Linked DNA regions of Mus musculus: region 2 is linked to region 1. Evidence: chromatin contacts called from public promoter capture Hi-C data. All regions are on one chromosome and are shown on one strand. Each heading gives the region's core, a stretch centred on a gene start, on an enhancer-like site or on the middle of the called end of the contact. The rest is flanking DNA. Distances are from core to core; before and after follow the strand shown.

What was found. Promoter capture Hi-C pulls out the DNA fragments that hold promoters and counts their contacts.
Region 2: a contact with region 1 is called in a promoter capture Hi-C map of liver, with 4 times the contacts expected there. The contact joins the promoter of Dtymk here to the promoter of Erfe in region 1.

Annotation. Positions count from the first base shown.
Region 1 is chr1:91,363,527-91,369,274 of GRCm38.p6, reverse strand. Erfe (erythroferrone) reads right to left here and starts at 2,845. Exons shown (of 8, transcript NM_173395.2): 1 at 2,627-2,845; 2 at 794-910. The coding sequence starts at 2,794.
Region 2 is chr1:93,797,707-93,803,706 of GRCm38.p6, reverse strand. It overlaps Dtymk (deoxythymidylate kinase), which reads left to right and starts at 1,773. Exons shown (of 5, transcript NM_001105667.1): 1 at 1,773-2,009; 2 at 2,797-2,905; 3 at 5,237-5,327. The coding sequence starts at 1,880.

The DNA.
Region 1 (5,748 bases), core at 1,596-4,095:
TGTGGGCTCTTCCCTCCGTGTGGAGGTCCTTAGGGCTCTCATACTCCTCTATCATCAAGCATGGAGTGCAGGCATGGGCAAGGATGGGATTGTGCAGATGTGGAGCTTCTTAGGGGCTGTACAGGGCACGGCAGGCTCTGTATGCAAGAGCCCTACAGCTGCCTCTCTGGATGTGATTCCCAGATAAAGACCACCCAGGCTGCTTCTGGGGACGTGAATCTCAGTCTGGCCTGAGACACAACAACAAGTCTCCACTGCACTTGGGAGTTTATACTGGTCTGGGTCAGGACCTAAGGGAAGGAGGCAAGCTCCTGCATAGAGAAGCCTAAGCAAGGCCAGGTAGCCTAAGGGGGCAGGGCTGACCACACACACATACACACACCCAGGCCCAGTGAATGGGTCAGATCCTGGGCAGGTAAGGCTGACCCTCAATAGAGAAACACAACACACACTGAAGCCCAGCCTGGATCCAGAGTTACTTGGAGGAACTCAATGCAGGAGTCAGTCATCAGGTCCAAGTGCCAGCTTCCTGCCCAAGCCAGGGCCATACTGAGAGGCTCCCATCCTGTACCATTCCAGCAGCCCGAAGCCAACCCAACTCCTTAGCATATGTTGGGTGAGCTTCTCCCTCTGGCCATGAAGGGAAATCTGGGGAGGACCTGGCATCCTGAGGGCTCCTAACTCCTGACTTGCTGGACGCCAGCTTCATACTTGATCCTTGTTTCTTTCCATGGCTTCTGCTGTTGGAAAGGGTACTAGGGGCTCGGGGAGGTGGTGGGCCCAAGCTGCTCACCTTCAGCCTCCTGGCTTTGCTCCTCCTCTTACTGTTGATCCCCTTGTCACTCTGCTTGACGAACAGCATCCAAGCATCCCGGGGATCCACACTGTGTGCATGCGCAATGGTGGGTTCCTGGAACACAGATGGCCACAGTAGGTTTGCTTGGTAGCATCTTGCCCTTGTCACTTGTGTTTTCAGAGGTAGTGTCCGACCCATCCCCAGCCCATGGAGGAGGGAGCCCAGGCTGCAGGAAGGTAGGAGTGGGGCTCCAAAGCAGGTGCTCTGGGATGTATCTTCTTGCTTTTCCTTGAGTGTCACCGTCCTTTGACAGTCACTGGAACCCACAGTTGCTTAGGAGGTGACTATGAATATATGAATACTGGGTGACAACAGGTCATTTTGTCCCTCCCCACAGTCAGAAGTGTCAGGGAGACCAGCCTCAGGGCCACTGTGGTCACAGGGCATGGGGAGCAGTGGGGCAGAGGAGCCGGATGTCATGACTCTAGCTAGGCCTTTACTTTTCTCAGCTTTCTAAAACACTGGCCCAAGGATTCAAGCTCTGAGAGTGGCCTTGTTTCCTGGCAGAGGCCTTTGGCAAATAGGACAGTTAATAGGCCTCTAATGGTCTGGGTTCCATGTAGGGCTACCAGCTAGGAAAGGAATGAACCATTCAAGAGGCCTTAGAAGAAGTCAAGGGCACAGACTCCAGTGTCTGACAGAAAGACCCAGGATCTCAAAACTACCCAAACCGGGGTCTTGTGGGTCACAGGCCAGGCTGCTGTGTCAGGATGATGGAGGCTTCTATGCTTCTTGCTGTCTGATGCCCTCAGTGGACACTCACAGTGCAGTGCTTCCATTATAGGTCAGAACAGGTGTACTGACCCTTCCAGGGGACCGGTGGCCTGTGTACAGACTCGCACCACTGTCAACTTGAGGGCAGCACCGAAAATACATGGAGCCATGTTGGTCAGGGGCCCCAGGAGTTGGAGTGGGAGCTGGGTTCCAGCTATCAGGGAACTGGTGACACCTTGCCCCTCCCAAAGAGGGTTCAAGGCCAACATTCCACTGGGAAGGTCCAGCCTACTCCCCACTTCCTGGTGACTATGTCTGGACCTCATGAAAGTTTTGAAGGCTGATGGCTGGGGGTCAGGGGGAGGCTTCAGACAACAAGGACATGTTTACTCCCACCAAAGGAGGCAGAAATGGGATGGTGGAAGGACCCAGGGATGCCTTGCAGAGGGAGGTATTGTAACCATCTCCAGCTGTCTTAGTGGATGTTTTGTTGGCCCCTGGGGTGCTGAGAACTGAAGAGCGCGCTGGCCTGGGGTTTCCTTGTGCCTGGCCCACAGCATGAGCGATCAACTAGACCCTGAAATTCTTCCCTGAACTCTCACCAACAGGACTGACCAGCTCCAATGAAGGCTACCAATCCACCCTCCCCAGGCCTCTAGCCACACCCTCCCCAGCCTGCGTCTCCACCCCAGCAGTTCAGGTGGAGATCTTGGGAGGGATCGCAGGCAGAGCCTGGTTACATCACTCCTTTCCCAGACGCAGTCACCTAACAAAAAGGAACTAGATCTGGGAGCCCCGCTCTCTCACCAGTCTTCCAGTTTCACGAGGAGCAAGTTAACTGCATTTCACACCTTTCCCAATCTCTCCTACTGGCCTAGTGGAGTTCTGCCGCCAAAGCCACGGTACAGAGGACGCATCCACCCAACCCTGGGTCTCACAGAGCCCCTGAGAGCGACGTATCCCCAGTGTTGGACACTGCGCAGCAAGGGGTGCCACCTTCCCCACCGTCTTAGGGCCCCCCGGGACAGGAAGATGTGGGGCGCGGCTGCGTCTTACCGGCGGGCTGTTGGCTGGCGGGGCGGGCAGCTCGGCCCCGGGCGGCTGCGGGCGTGCATGAGTCCCCACGGGCTCCGCGGACTCAGGGACACCGAGGCCCATGGCGGCGAGTAGGCTGGCGCAGGCGAGCAGCGTGCGAGCTCCGACGGGGCGGCGGGTCGAGGCCATGCTGGCGGCGGCGGCGGCAGTAAAGAGCACGGCTGGTCAGGTCGGCGCCTTATAACGCGCTTGAATCCCCCGCCTCGCGCGCGCCGCCCTCGCTGCCGTCGCCCCCTCGCGGCTAGGGCACGCTCTGCAGGCACAGGGGACCCTGAGGAGGCGGGCGCCCGATCCGGTCCGTGCACGCCTCCACTTTGCTGCCTGTAGCCCAGGGTTAGCTTCTCTTCTCCTAGCCCTGCACCCGAGGCTTTCTAAGACACCCCCCCCTTTCTCTAAGGACACCCACTGCACCATTCTGCACGTCTTCTTAGGACCTCCCCCCGCCCCGGGTCTCTTCTTTTCTCATGGTTCCAGGCCTTAATGACAAGTTGAGTACCTGAGAATATGGCAGCCCTTATGGCTCCTCCTTTTCAAGCTGGGGAACCTGGAGCACTTTTAAGGTTTCCCTGCTCTTCCCCACCCCGGATGTATCTGCACAGCTGGCACCTCTCAGGCTCCAGCTACGGAGTCTGCTACTAGCAGCTACAGAGAACTGACCCAGTCTGGCTGAAAGGTCGGATCCCTCTGATGTCCTAAGCCAGGCAGATGGAGCTCAGACTGCTGCCCACTGCCCACCACGGAGCATTCAACCAGGACAGATGTGGCAAATCCTAAAGGATGAACTGCGAGGAGGCCTTTTCTGGGTGGTTCTCCTCCAGAGAGGCAGGCCTAGCTGCCTTGAGCTGCTGTCATTACATTGGCTGTAGATAAAGCAGCACACCTGGGTTTCTTTGTTTCTTTTTTTGTTTTGTTTTGTTTTGTTTTGTTTTTTGTTTTTTCCTTTGTTTGCTTGCTTGCTTGATTTGTTTTAATCTTAAATTGTGTGCGTCCAGGTGCCCTTAAAGGCTAGAAGAGGGAGTCCAAAGAAGGGACTTGATTTGGGAAGCATGACCCTAAGATATCAAGTGACCCTGCTCTGTTCACAGTGAGGGCCCCAGCTGGAGCGCTGACAACCAGATCTGTTGCCATGTGAAAGTAGTTATTTTCCCAAACAACGGACTGTCCTAGTGATGTCATGGGTTCTTCCAGAGGGCCCAGATCCAAATAGTTCTGGTACTGGCATGGCTTCCTGGACCCTAGCTCAAGGTAATGACGCGGTCCAGTTCAGGCGCATAGCCCCAGAGCTCTAGCCATTCAGGAAAGGTTCCCGCATGTTTGCAGGGTCCTGTTTGAAAGCAAGGTCCTCAGGAGGACAGGAGTGCATGGCAAAGCTCACAGGGCGCTAAGCATAGGGTCCACAGCCTCAAAGGAGTGGCATCTCTGATTCAGAAGTGGGACCCTTGAGTGTGGTGGTGCCTGGGTCTGAGTGAACATTCTGAGTGAGTCGGGCCCGGCAGGAGAGCAGCGAGTGACCTCCCTGTGCCTTCTTGCATGGCAGAAATCTAATCCTCATTCCTGGGACCTCATGTCATGGCCTTGACCCAGCTTCCCGGCAGTTCAATGAGCCAAGCTTTCTCCGTGTCCCTCTTTCTTCAAAGGAAGGCTGTAGGCTGATGAGGTCATGGGCATGAAATCTTCCCTTTACTCAAAGACAGTGGGAGCCTGCCTGAGGCTGACTGGCTGTGCGGCCTCAAGAGTACCTGCAGCTAGCAGTGGTGTCGTTAGCTATGTATGCCTTGAACGTGGATGGACCATCAGTACTCGGATCACGTGACTGTCCCTAACATACAAAGGAGGAAAATGAGGGATAGACCTTGGGAGAATCAAGGAGTCCCCAAACCAAGGCATATCCAGGCCCAGGTACCATGTCTTGCAGTCAGCAGCTCTGTAGGCCTTGAGTGCTCCTATGGGCTCTGAGTGCTCCTAGGGTGTGGTGGTCTAAGTAACAATGGCTGCCATAGGCCCATATATTAGAATGCTTAGTCATCGGGAATAGAACTGTTTGAAAGGATTAGAAGGATTAGGAGGTGCTGCCTTGTAGGGTGGACTTGAGGTTTCAAAGCCCATGCTGGGCCCAGTCTTTCTGGCCTGCAGCTCAGGATGTAGCTCAGATAAGCCCCAGCACCTCTTAAACCAGAAGCAATCCCCCAATTAAGTGCCTTTTTCTGTAAGAATTGCCTTGGTTGTGGCTGGAGAGATGGCTCAGCAGTTATGAGGACTGGCTGTTCTCTCCTGAGTTCCATTCTCAGCAACCACATGGTGGCTCACAACCATCTGTAAGGGGATCTGATGCCTTCTTCTGGTGTGTTTGAAGACAGCTACAGTATACTCATATACATTAAATAAGTAAGTAAATCATTAAAAAATATTGATTTGGTCCTGGTGTCTCTTCACAGCATTAGAACACTGAGACATGGGGGCTCAAGTACTCTCAGACTCTAAGTGCTCCTGAAGGCTCTGGGTGCTCCCGTAGGATCTGAGTGCTCTCCTGAGGGGTCGGAGGGATCTGAGGGATCTAAGTGCTCCCTCAGGCTCTGAGTGCTCCTGGAGGGTCTGGGGGCTCTCCTGAGGGATCTGGATGCTCCTGTAGGCTTTATGTGCTGTGGAGCACTCTATATTCTAACTAGAAGTCCTCACTAGCTTCAGATGTCCGAGTCCTTGTTTTCCTAGGGATTCTGGGATATGATTCTTGGGGTGCCTTGTGGCCATCCCCTGCATGACAGGAGGATCTCTTGAGTGTCTGGTGTGCTCCAGTCTCTGTGTGTTATGCTGGTGGCTGTCCCTCTTCCTGCTCACTTTGTGGCCCCACGGTGGCTTTAGAATACTCTGCCAGTGTTTTGTCTTCCCTCTCTATGTTCTGATTGCTTTGGTCAGAGGGTGGTTGTCAGGCTGCTAACAGGAGATGGGGACAGTAGAGTTAGGGACATTTCCACACACACACCCCCAGACACTGTAGCTAAATCTGTGTTCTCTCAGCATCTGCCTCTTCCCTGGTCTCTGGAAGCTGGTGGTGGTCAGGATGCCCTGTTGTTGCTAGCACCTAG
Region 2 (6,000 bases), core at 524-3,023, 2.4 Mb before region 1:
TGTGCTGGCGCCAAACCTGCCAGCCGACACCTGCCGCTCTTCCCGCGTTGTTCAGACACCCGCTGCCTGTGGTTTCTCCTGGCTGACGGGGCCTCCCGGAAGGAGACCCCCTCACAGGCATCGGTTAACTTCCATGCTCTTTGTGGCTGTCTGGTCCCGAGGGGGGCGTGCCCACGCTGGACCTCGGTTGCTTTGACTCGCACTTCGTGAAGAAGCCACGCACCCCTCGATGCCTGCAAAAATACATTTTACATTCCTACGGCAACTCTGTTACAGTTAATGAAACAATATAACTAAAATCCAGGGTTTACCAGAGTCCACTCTTGGTGGGCTCTAATATTTCTGAGAAGTATTAAGTATCCCCCTTATAGCATCCTGAAGAATATTTTTCACTGCCTTTAATTCTTTTGGTCTATTACAATAGCGCGCGCACACACACACACGCATACTTGTAACCAATAAACGTTTTAGAGTCTCTGTAGTATTGCTTTGCTAACATGCCATGTAGTTGCATTTTACAGTACACAGTCTTTTCAGACTGGCTGCATTTATCATTATACAGTTCAGGTTCCTCCATGTCCTAGTAAGTAACTGATAATTCACTTTTTACTTCAAAATTATTTCACTGTGTAATTACCAGTTTATCAGTTTGCGTGTTGGAGGACATCTTAGCTGCTTCCATATTTAGGCAAATGTGGCTAGAGCTGATACAATCATTTGTGTGCAGACATAGTTTCCAACCCATTTGGGTAAATATTGACTTCATGTTAAAAGTAGAGTGCTTTCTTGAGAAACAGCCAAGCTATCTTCCACACCGTTTTTGCCTTCTCCTCTGCACTGACAGTCTCCTTCGCTCCACGTCCTCACCAGCATGATGAAGGGTTAGAATTGTAGATTTGGGCTATTCTCGAAGAGGTGAAATTATCTTAATTCATGATTCCTAACAATATGTTTGTGTTGCACATTTTTACATATGTGTCTGGCATCTGTGTCACTTCTTTGGGTGTTAGTTCAAATGTTTGCATAAACCTTGATCTACCTCCCAAATGTTGGGTTTATAGGCTATGTCACTCACTATATCCAATTTATTCTGTGCTGGGTATGGAATCTTTGTTCATTAGGCAAAACATAACCCAGCCCAGCCTTTGACTGCGGATCCTTTTTTCTCTTCCTCTAGAGTACTGTTGTTTGGGTTTTTGAGCCTGGGTCTCACAATGTATCCCTGGCTGGCCTGAAACTATGTAAGTGGCCTCAGACTCACAGAGATTTGCCCGCCTCCTGCTCATGTATTTTCCCTGACTTTATTTTGTCTGTAAAAACACTGCTAGGGGGAAAGGAATTTAAAAGGGGGGGGGGTGGTTTCAATTCTGCCCACGCTGCAAATAAACCCATTTCCTTCCACCAACTTACACTAAAACGACAAGGAAAATTCCTGAGCGGTTCGAAAATGCTGCAGAAAGTACATCTTGGGGGTCGATGTTCCTATCCTTAACTCCTTTCAGAGCCTGATCATCACATGGCTCCTGTACGCGCGCAGGTGTGTGTGTGATAAGAAACTTTTAGAACCCTTCAGTAGCGCGCTTAGGGGCATAAAAATTTGATTCCGTTACAGGTCTCGAACTTCCACGTGACCAGAGCCTGCGCAACCACAGTCCTTAAGATTGGTGCTCTTCGGGAGCGGCGAACGGAAGTTCCGCGAGTTGGCGCTCGCTAAACTGCAGACTCCCGGGCCTAGATTACGTCACGTCCGGAAGCTGTTCCCCGCAGGCCACAGAATTCGTTTTCCAACCGGAAGAGGGCAGGGCTTCCGTGCACGCCGGGCTTCTGCTGCATCTAACATTGGCGGGAACCTGGCAAGTTGACCGGTGCTGTGCGGGCGATGGCGTCGCGTCGGGGAGCGCTCATCGTGCTGGAGGGTGTGGACCGTGCTGGCAAGACCACGCAGGGCCTCAAGCTGGTGACCGCGCTGTGCGCCTCGGGCCACAGAGCGGAGCTGCTGCGTTTCCCCGGTGCGCGGGTGGGCCTGGAGAATTCCCTCACTCTCTCTTTGGGTTGTAGTCTTAGTATCTTTAAAAGCTTTTAGAACATCTATTTATTTATTATTGTGCATGCGTGTGCTGGCTAGTCTATGTCAGTTTGACTCAAGCTACCTCAATTGAGAAAACTGGCCCCACCAGATTGGCCAGCAGACAAGCCTGGAAGACATTTTCTTCATTGGTCATTGATTTGGGAGGGCCCGGCTGGTGGAGATGGCTTAGTTAATAAAATACAGGCTGAAATGAGAGCCTGGGTTTAGTTTCCCAGGTTAAAAAAAAAAAAAACCTAGTACGGTTGCTTATCCAACCGCTGGAGAGGTGAGACGGACTCGTTCCTGGGACTTGTGAGCCAGCCAGTTCAGCCAAAACTGAGCTTCAGGTAGAAGCTCCTCTCTGAAAACACAAGGTGGAAAAGTACTGAAAAGGGAACATAAGGTTGACTTTTGGCCTTGCGCCCTGTACACTGGACACCAACCCCTGATCCTACAAATTAAGTAGGTTGGGAATTGGAACAACCACTTTGCAGGATATTTTAATTTTCAAACCAACCAGTCAAAAGTCTTACAAGTACTTTTGAAATCAAGACTTGCACGTACATTACTTCCTTTTCTCGGGGAGACTTCTTTGGCTTCAGAGATGGTCCAAAGCTGTCTGGAGGTTGAAAGTTAGGTGTAGGTGCAAGGAGAGAACTTAAGTGCAAACCCCTGTAGACTTCAGGTGAAGAGTCTGACTTCAGTCGAGTGTATCTTTGTCTTTCTAGAAAGATCAACGGAAATCGGCAAGCTTCTGAATTCCTACTTGGAAAAGAAAACGGAACTAGAGGATCACTCCGTGCACCTGCTCTTCTCTGCAAACCGCTGGGAACAAGTGTAAAGACCTGCGTCGTTGCTCCCCGGTTGTAACATGCACACTTTTGTGTGTGGCAAGGGTGCGAGCACCTGTGTGTGGCATGTGTGCAAACACCCGCACGTCGAGACCAGAGGCCAGCTTGGGAGGTTTCCTCTACCCTACCATTCGACGCCGTATTTGAGATAAAAAAATCGACGTATTTGAGATAAAAAATCGTCGTATTTGAGATAAAAAATCGCCGTATTTGAGATAAAACATCGTCGTATTTGACCATCGTATTTAACCACATCCGGCTTGTTTTGTTTTATTAAAAGGTTTTTTTTTTGATTTGGTTTTTGGTTTTGTTTTTTTGATACTAGGTTTCCCTACATAACAGTCCTGACTATCCTGGAACTTGCCTTATAGACCAGGCTGGCCTCATAAAAAATATGTATTCGTTTTTGTGTAATATAAATGGCTACCTGTATGTGCACCTCATGCATACCTGCTGCCCAAGGAAGACAACTCCTGTAACTAGAGTTACTGAGAGTTGTAAGCTGTCATGTGAGTTCTGGGAACCAAACCTGGGTCCTTGGCAAGAGCAGTAAGTGCTTTTAACTGCTGAGGCAAGGTTTGTTTTGTTTTGTTTGTTTTTGTTTTTTCGAGACAGGGTTTCTCTGTATAGCCCTGGCTGTCCTAGAACTCACTTTGTAGACCAGGCTGACTTTGAACTCAGAAATCTGCCTGCCTCTGCCTGGGATTAAAGGCGTGCACCACCACACCCGGCTTGTTTTGTTTTATTAAAAGTTTTTTTTTTTTTTTTTTGGTTTGGTTTGGTTTTTGGTTTTGTTTTTTTTTTGATACTAGGTTTCCCTACATAACAGCCCTGACTATCCTGGAACTTGCCTTATAGACCAGGCTGGCCTCATGCCTAGCTGAGATAATTTTGGGATACACTGGCCTTTGTGCTTCTGGGTCCTGTCTGTCTCCCTAAATGTCTTTCTTCCTGCTGGCTTATATCTGGGTTCTGGGGTACTAGAAATCCAAACCCCAGTCTTCCTGTTATATGGCAAACAGTTTATCCATAGAGCCACATCTCCAGCCCCCAGCCTTTTGTTTTTTGTCTTTGTTTTTAAGATACTTGGTCCCCTCTGTAGCTCAGAGTGTCCTCTAAGTAACGATAACCCTTCCTTCTCAGCCTTTTAAGTGCTAGCTATTTTCATTTTCTTCTCTTTTTTTCCTAGATGAAGTTTCTCAGTGTAGCCTTGGCTGTCCTGGAACTCACTCTGTAGACCAGTCTGGCCTTGAACTCACAGACATCCTACCTGCCACTGCCTCCTGAGTGCTGGGATTAAAGGCATGTGCCACCACCACCCAGCTAAGTTAGCTGGTGTTGTGTTGTTGTATTGTTGCATTTGCAGAGAATATACTTTGTATGTCTGTCCTTTGTCAGATATGCTTTTTTTTTTTTTTTTTATTGTCTGGATTGCTTTTCTTTCTTTTTGTTTCTTACACTTATTTATTACACATACAGCTTCTGGCCTACAGGCCAGAAGAGGGTGCCAGATCCCATTACAGATAATTGTGAGCCATCGTGTAGGTGCTGGGAATTGAACTCAGGACCTCTGCAAGAGCAGGCAATGCTCTTAACCTCTGAGCCATCTCTGCAGCCCTCAGCTATGCCTTTTATACATCCTGTCTCCCGTTCTATGGCTTGTCTCTTACATGGCACAGCTACATTTTCCAAGGCTGTCAGTTCTCGAATTACTTTGATTTTTGGTGTTATCAAACCCAAGGGCATCCAGGTTCTCTCTCCTTCATTCTCACTTTCCTTTAAGGAGTTTCTCTTAGCCATTTAGGTCTGGGGTCTATTTTAATTCTGTGAAGGTTGTAAGATCTGAGTTTAGATTTCAACCTTCCTCGCCCATGCCCCAGAATCAGTTGCCTCTTGTGAGGTGTGCTAACTGAGAAGAGTCTGACTCCCTTCTGTGGCCTCAGTGATACCTTCTTGCTCAAGCCAAGCCCTCCACCTTTGCACATCTAAGATTTTGCACACTGGTAATGATGGTGAGTGAGCCTGTGGTGTTTGGTGGAAAAAATCTTTGATATTTTGTCTGTTATACTTGGGGGCACAAGTATCAGTCTCATCTCCTGGCTCCCCCATGCCCTCTGCCATCCTTTGCTCTTTGCCTGGGTTCTCCCCTCAGCAGGGAAGGGTAGAGGTGTCTCTTGGCATATCCTAGAGAGAAGATGTAGAACTTTCTGGTTGTAAATAAGTTTATAAATGACTGCAGTAATTGTCACTGTATGGGATTTCTGACTTGGGATAGTTGGAAGCCAGTTCCAGGACTCAGGAGCATTCTGTTTTTCAGACCATTAATTAAGGCGAAGTTGAACCAGGGTGTGACCCTTGTTTTGGACAGATACGCCTTTTCTGGGGTTGCCTTCACTGGTGCCAAAGAGGTAAGTATTGTGTAGCATCCTGTTTCAGGGTGCCAGGTTTGGGTCCTGGTTTGCTTTTCTTCATTTGCAAGGCCCCTGCCACCAAATGTGTGTTGAAATTACTCTTAGGAATTGGATAGCTCTGGCATCCCTTAACTCTTCAAGATTAAATTGTCTTTCATCAATAAAGAAACAGGCATGCAGGTTGTTTTTCACATACAGCATTGCATTTTCCATTCGGATGATTTATCTCACAAAGAGGTCCCTTGTTAAGATTTGCCTGCACTGTCTCACTTTTCGACCTGATATAAGATAATGACTAGGACACTGGAGCCTTCCCACTGACCCCTCTAGTTCCTCCACACTGCTTCCTGTGGGTAAGGGAAGGAGTTGTGTCCTGCCTTGTTTGTTTGTTTTAATTTCTGCCATTTACGTGCTGGTTTAAGACAAGGTTGTATTTTGTATCCTTGTGGCCTGGAACTCAGTGTGTAGACCAGACTCACCATAAATCACAGTGATCCACCTGCCTCTGCCTCTGCCGTGCTAGAATTAATTAAAGGCCTGTATCACCACATCTGGCAACAGAAAGCCTCCCAGAAGTATCATCAGCCTTAGGGACACCCACACCCTCTGTTCAATATCAGATGGCATTGTTGGGTGTTGTTTTGTTTTCTGAGACAGGGTTTCTCTGTGT